Linked DNA regions of Mus musculus: region 1 is linked to region 2. Evidence: chromatin contacts called from public Micro-C data. All regions are on one chromosome and are shown on one strand. The core of a region is the stretch at or near the end of the contact, and the rest is flanking DNA. Distances in the headings are between cores, read along the strand shown.

The links. A called contact is a pair of places that touch in the nucleus more often than the background predicts.
Region 1: a contact with region 2 is called in a Micro-C map of embryonic stem cells, with 3 times the contacts expected there. The contact joins the enhancer-like site here to the promoter of Rundc3b in region 2. A contact is called at or near these places in 1 of 39 promoter capture datasets (liver), 1 of 484 Hi-C or Micro-C datasets (embryonic stem cells), 2 of 115 datasets of contacts at active chromatin or transcription factors (the SCID.adh cell line and embryonic stem cells) and 3 of 9 other capture datasets (adipose tissue, liver and pancreatic islet).

The regions. Positions count from the first base shown.
Region 1 is chr5:8,725,597-8,729,005 of GRCm38.p6, forward strand. Abcb1a (ATP-binding cassette, sub-family B (MDR/TAP), member 1A) reads left to right here. Exons shown (of 30, transcript NM_011076.3): 23 at 1,177-1,380. Among named protein-coding and RNA genes, the nearest start is that of Gm31157, 32 kb to the left of the region's middle. Within about 2 kb of position 2,150, at least 8 of the 459 cell types and tissues checked have an H3K27ac peak or open chromatin away from gene starts, as enhancers often do. A contact at or near this core is called in embryonic stem cells, where this site is marked.
Region 2 is chr5:8,621,674-8,625,010 of GRCm38.p6, forward strand. Rundc3b (RUN domain containing 3B) reads right to left here and starts at 1,279. Exons shown (of 11, transcript NM_001347311.1): 1 at 815-1,279. The coding sequence starts at 939. All of the region lies in intron 2 of Abcb1a (ATP-binding cassette, sub-family B (MDR/TAP), member 1A), which reads left to right.

The DNA.
Region 1 (3,409 bases), core at 900-3,399, 100 kb after region 2:
CCCTCAGTGGCTTCTGTGTAGGATTGTAGATGCTGACAAAAGGAACATTCCTGTGAGGTAGCATCCCTCTAAGCTACTTACTCTCACTTTCACACGAAATGTGCATACAGAGAGCTGGCTTTCCACACCCCTGTACCCTTCAACTATGCTAGGTGCCCAGTTTAGCAGAGTCACTTCATTGTAAGTTTGGTGATTACACCAAAAGCAACAGCTACACTGTAGTATTCGTCCTATCGCTTCCAGCCCTGTTTCAGTTCCCTACTTATACTCAACATGTTTAAAGGCTTCTGGGAGGTATAGTGCTTTTTCTTACTAAGTCCCAGTCTACCAGTTATATTAGATATCTATTAAATTATGTGAGAAGCTTCGGTGGTGCAAGGATTCAGAATGGAGAAGACACTTTGGTTAGTAATCAATAAATCCGCTCAGTTTTGGAGTTGGGAGAGATTTGTCAGAAGTGACAGAGATGGTAACTGGTCAGCCTAGAGTACACATTGTAATCTTTAATGAGACCAGCCAGTCTTGCTCAAGTGAAAAAAATAGGACTGGTAAAGGATGTGTGCTATTTGCAGAGAAGTTAGGTCTGGAGGCCAGGATAGGGATGCTAGATTGTATGAGGTATCAGAGTAACCAAGTAATGATGTGGACTGCTCTGCTTGGTGTGCTACACTGACTAGATTAACTGCTGGTTTCGAGTTAGGAATCATTGCAAAGGAGTGAGAGCAATGTGTCATGAATCCTTCAGAATTTTATCCAAAGCCTCTGCTTACTGTAAACCATATTCCAAAACTTCTGAATCTGCATTTTTCCAAGAAAATAAGTGTTTCAAATAGGCCCAGGTATATTGACACCTATCTTCCTTAAATTGTAAGCAGTTTCATGGCTAGATGACCACCATCCTCAATTTAATATAATTGTCTGATCCTTACATTCTGATTTGCTTTGGTGCATGGGTTTTTGGTGTTGAAAGATTATGGAAATACAAACTTGCACTTTGGGTTATTATTCTACACTTGTAAATCATGGGAAATCTTTGTTTTAGAAACCAAAAGCTTTGTATAAAGGCATCTTTCCTTTTACTTCATAGGTGAGAAGCTTTTTGTGAAAATTAGTTATTATTCTTAAATATATACTTAAACATATTTTAGACTATAAACCATGTCTCTTCTTTTTCAGGCTACAGGGTCTAGGCTTGCTGTGATTTTCCAGAACATAGCAAATCTTGGGACAGGAATCATCATATCCCTAATCTATGGCTGGCAACTAACACTTTTACTCTTAGCAATTGTACCCATCATTGCGATAGCAGGAGTGGTTGAAATGAAAATGTTGTCTGGACAAGCACTGAAAGATAAGAAGGAACTAGAAGGTTCTGGAAAGGTGAGTTGAACTAAATATGACTGGTCACTAAGTAAAAGGACAGTCTTTCCAGTTATGCTTTCTTACTCTCTTTTACTATGTCCTGGCAATGCTGGTGTGTGTGTTTGTGTGTGTGTGTTCCTTCGGGTGTACACGTATGTATGTGCAAGTGCACATGCATGCTGTGTGGAGGTCAGAATACACCCTGGGCGATATTTCTCAGGTATAGTCCAGTATGCCTCTTGAGATATGGCTGTTCTCTGTTTGAGATATGACCTCTCCACCCATCCCTGTACCTTCAGAACTAGGATTACAGGCACATGCCACCAAGCGTAGCTGAGATGTTTTTCCCTGAATACTAGAGGTCAAACTTGGGTCCTTGTGCTTGCAAGGCAAATCCTTTACCAACAGAGTCATCTCCTCAATCTACAGGAATTTTGTTTGGTTTTGTTTATTTGTTTGTTTGTTTTTTGTTTTTTGAGACAAATATGGCCTTGACTGTCCTGAAACTGACTCTGTAAACCAGGTTGGCCTTGAACTGAGAGATACTCCTGCCTCTGCCTCTCTTGTGCTGGGATTAAAGTCATGTGCCACCACTGCCTGGCTACTATAATAATATTTTAATAGCCACCATTTGGGCAACATTTATTATGCTTATCTCAAGATTAGAATTTGAAATGGAAACATAACCTTAGTTTCAAATACCGACACCTGCTTCTCAGGGCTTTGTTTCAGGCCACTGCCGTCGGAATCCTCTCTTCTCATCCAGCCCTCTTCTTCTTTTCTCTTTTCCTCTTTCCTCCCCCTGTTTTAATAATGGTTTCTGTGCTTCGATGAAACACTCATGAACAAAGCAATGTGGGGAGGAAAGGGTTTATGTCACTCAGTGAAGACGGGAAGGACCCCAGAGGCAGGAGCTGATGCAGAGACCACAGCTGGAGCAACTTACTGGCTTGCTTCCTATGGTTTGCTCAGTCAGCCTGCTTTCTTGTAGAACTACCAGCCCAGATGTAGCCCCACCCACAATGGGCTGGGCTCTCCCCTATCAGTCACTAATTAAGAAAATGCCCTACAGGCTTGTCTGCAGCTGTATCTTATGGAAGCATTTTCTTTATCGTGGCTCTCTCTGCTCTAATGACTCTAGTTTACACCAAATTGACATAAAACTAGCCAGTACACTCTCCCTACCTGCTGTTCTCGCTGTTTTCCTTTTTCTTTTCTTTTCTTTTTTTTCTTTTCTTTTCTTTTTTTTCAAGCAAGCTTAAAGCCACCCTTGGATTCAGGAAAGTGGTCCCATTTTATTATGAATAATTGGGGAGATTCAAAGTGGAAAAAAATCCCAAGTATATTTGTCTTCTCCATTTTGGATTACATAATCTAGTCTGGATTACTCTGGTGCCTCATGCCATTTTACATCACTACTCCAGCCCCCTGGAGCTCTCCTTTTCCCCTTCATTATCTCCCCTTCCTCCCACATCTGTTCCCCCCGCCCCCCCTCTGTTCTGCATGCCCAGCTATTTATTTATTTATTTATTTAGCCACAGCTCAACATTGTGTGGCATTTACTTGGTTTCCTGGAAAGTGTTTTACTAGTTACACTAACTCTGTCAGGTATGCTCTGTTATTATTTCATGCTTCAGGTGAGGCTGAGGGACACAGGCTATGCCTCACTACTATAAAGCCCACCACTGCTGGAGCCAGGATGCAAACTGAGGCCTTGGTCCTCCAGTTAGCTAGGAATCCAAGCTCTGTCACAGTGGAACATCAGTTATCAGGATGATAGAAATGAGAGGTCAAAATAGGGCAGCTCATTGACATTCCAGGTACCAAGAAACAGCAGGGATCCCAGCAGGTGAGAGGGCTGTGATTTCCTGAAGACCAGGTGTCTGCGAGCCAGGCATCCCAATATGTGAAGGTTGAGGACCTTCCAAGACACTAAAGACACTTTGTCTCTGTGTGTTCTTAGACGCGTGGCTCTATTTTCCTCTGTACTTTCAGAGAAATGCTTTGTGTGGCATTAGTGTTTCCCAGCCAAGGTCTGTGGAGTTGA
Region 2 (3,337 bases), core at 29-2,528:
TTGCTTAAATACTGAATGTCATTCCTACTACAGATATCTGCAATCTGCTTAAGATGCTAGCCACGATTTTACATAAGGAAAAAAAAAAATAGACATAAGCCAGAGAGGCAGGAAAGGTTTCATCATTTACCTGATAACAAGAGAATTATCAGTAGTTGATGATTAACCAGTATGATGGAACAAAATCATTTTTAACAGAGCGTATTGGCTCTGAGTAGTTACTAAGAGATGGATGCCTAGAATATTATAAGACTTAAAGAAAATTTATCAGCTTGTTCAAAATCAGTTTTTTTCTGAATTCTTGATTTATAGATAGTGATGATCTATTTCTATAATTCCTGGAGGAAGGGCTACATTTACAACCAGGAAGCACTTAAATAAATGCCCAAAAGGACTGACCAGGAGTCTTCCACAATTGCACAAGCACTGTAGTTGACAAGACTTAGATACCCAATACAGATAAGGGCCGAGGGAGAGGAGTGAAAATGCGTACGCCAACAAGCGACAGCAAGAGAACGCACAGGGATTTGGGGACATCTCAGTAACTACTACAGCAGCTGGATGCTGCTCTTCCTCCGCCCTCTTCTCCTCAGACGCAAGCTGGCCGGTTCCAAACGGTTCCTCCCCGGCTCCGCCCCGGCCCTCCCCGGGCAGCCTCCAAGCGAGGACCCTGAGACGCGAGGGCTAGCCCACGGCCTCGCGGGGAGAGGCTCCCGCCCCTCTGCAGGGCCCCGCTGGCCCGCGGACACGCGCGGCACGGGCCGCAGCGCCGAGCCCCAGCACCTCCCTCAGCCCGGCGCCCGCAGCCCCGCACCTGCACACGGTGATCAGGTTCCTCCTCTCCACCGCAGCGTTGCGGGCGCTCAGGCTCTTCTTGCCGCCGCCGCCGCCGCCGCCGCCGCGGCTCCCGCTCAGGCCCCCCAGGCTCCGGGAGGCCATGGCGGGCTCACCTCCGCGCCCCCTTTGTCTCCAGCGGTCCCGCAAGCCTCGCACACCTGTGTCCCCCGGCCTTCTCTCAACGATGGCAGCCCGCCGGGCGGGAGAGAGGCGAGGAAGGAGGCGCGGAGTAGGCAGGGTGTGGAAGGCAGTCAGTCGGGCACCGGTACCCAGGCTCCACGCGCGCGTGCACACACACTCACACACGCTCTCTCACACATACACACGCGCTCACTCACACGCACGCACGAGCCACCTCCACCCTCGCTCGCGCGCGCGCGCGCCGCCGCCGCCGTCCACGAGAGAAGCGCGCGCGGGCGGGCGGGCGGGAGGGCGGGCTCCGAGTCTCCAGGGACGCCGCACCAGCGCCCGGGCGAGCCTGTCACCCCGCAGGCCTAACCGCACGTCATTCTTCCAGCAGGGCGGAGCCGCTGAGGTGAAGCCCCCCTCCCCACGCCTGTCTCACTCAGCCCCCGCCCCCTGCACCTATGGGAACAAGGCCGCTACGGAGAGAGCCAATGACGAGAGGTGGGGGCGGGACCCGCCCCAGGAGCTTTTAAAGAGGCTCGCTTAAGCCCCGCCCTGGCGCGTGGGCCTCTGTCAGAACGCGGGTCGGCTCGTGCAGCACCTTGGTGAGCCCGGCGAGGCAGCCTTGGCTTGGAAAGCCGGCTTTGCTGTGCCTACTCCACGGTGACTGTGGTCCATAGTCACCCTGACAAGGCTAAGTTCATGGCAGATTCCTGGTCCTGAGGCTTCAGTAGCCTCAGCAGGAGAATGCCATAGTTGGGTGGGGTGGGAAGTGGGGGTTACCTAGAATAGAAGAAGAGTTCCATTTGTCCCAAACGCCCCCTTTGAACCTGACAAACAACGACACAGTGGCATCAGGGAGTGCGCCCATGGCATTTCTCTTCCCGTGAATCTGGTCAGAATTCACCTCATCTTACTCAGTGTCCAGCACAGCCTTGAAACCACATTGACCATAGAAAAACGAGTGTAGTGGGGATGTCCAGTCTTGGGTTCTGTGCAGTGAGATCTGAACTGAATTGCAGCTCGTGAGCCATGGAGGAGGTTTGTCAAGGGCAGAGGGAAATCCTGCCTTGGAGTCCCAATAAGCCCCTTGGGAGGACCACTTTGTAGTCTCTACTTCTCTGGCTTTACCTCTGGCTTTACCTATGGGAGGCTACGGGCTTGAGACCCTGACCTCTGACATTCACCTCAGACTGCCTGTAAGTATGTCCAGACTTCAGGTTTTGTTTGTTTGTTTGTTTGTTTTTAAATTTTGAAAATCTAAAATCAGGACAAAGTCTCACCTCTACCTCTTAAATATAATTATGTTAAAATAAAAATTAATTATTAAGAAAATTTCTACAAGGGAGCTAAAACCATCCAGTGGAAAAAAAGACAGCATTTTCAACAAATGGTGCTGGCACAACTGGAGGTTATCATGTAGAAGAATGCAAATTGATCCATTCCTATCTCCTTGTACTAAGGTCAAGTCTAAGTGGATCAAGGAACTCCACATAAAACCAGAGACACTGAAACTTATAGAGGAGAAAGTGAGGGAAAGCCTCAAAGATATGCACAGGGGGAAAATTCCTGAATAGAAGAGCAATGGCTTGTGCTGTAAGATCAAGAATTGACAAATGGGACCTCATAAAATTGCAAAGCTTCTGTAAGGCAAAAGACACTGCCAATAAGACAAAAAGGCCACCAAAAGATTGGGAAAGGATCTTTACCTATCCTAAATCAGATAGGGGACTAATATTCAATATATATAAAAAACTCAAGAAGGTGGACTCCAGAAAATCAAATAACCCCATTAAAAAATGGGGCTCAGAGCTAAACAAAGAATTCTCACCTGAGGAATACCGAATGGCTGAGAAGCACCTGAAAAAAATGTTCAACATCCTTAATCATCAGGGAAATGGGAATCAAAACAACCTTGAGATTCCACCTCACACCAGTCAGAATGGCTAAGATCAAAAATTCAGGTGATAGCAGATGCTGGCGAGGATGTGGAGAAAGAGGAACACTCCTCCATTGTTGGTGGGATTGCAAGCTTGTATAACCACTCTGGAAATCAGTCTGGTGGTTCCTCAGAAAATTGGACATAGTACTACCAGAGGATCCCACAATACCTCTCCTGGCCATATATCCAGAAGATGTTCCAACTGGTAATAAGGACACATGCTCCACTATGTTCATAGCAGCCTTATTTATAATAGCCAGAAGCTGGAAAGAACCCAGATGCCCCCCAACAGAGGAATGGATACAGAAAATGTGGTACATTTACACAATGGAGTACTACTCAGCTATTAAAAACAATGAATTTATGTAATTCCTAGGCAAATGGATGGACCTGGAGGGCATCAGCCTGAGTGAGGTAACCCAATTACAAAAG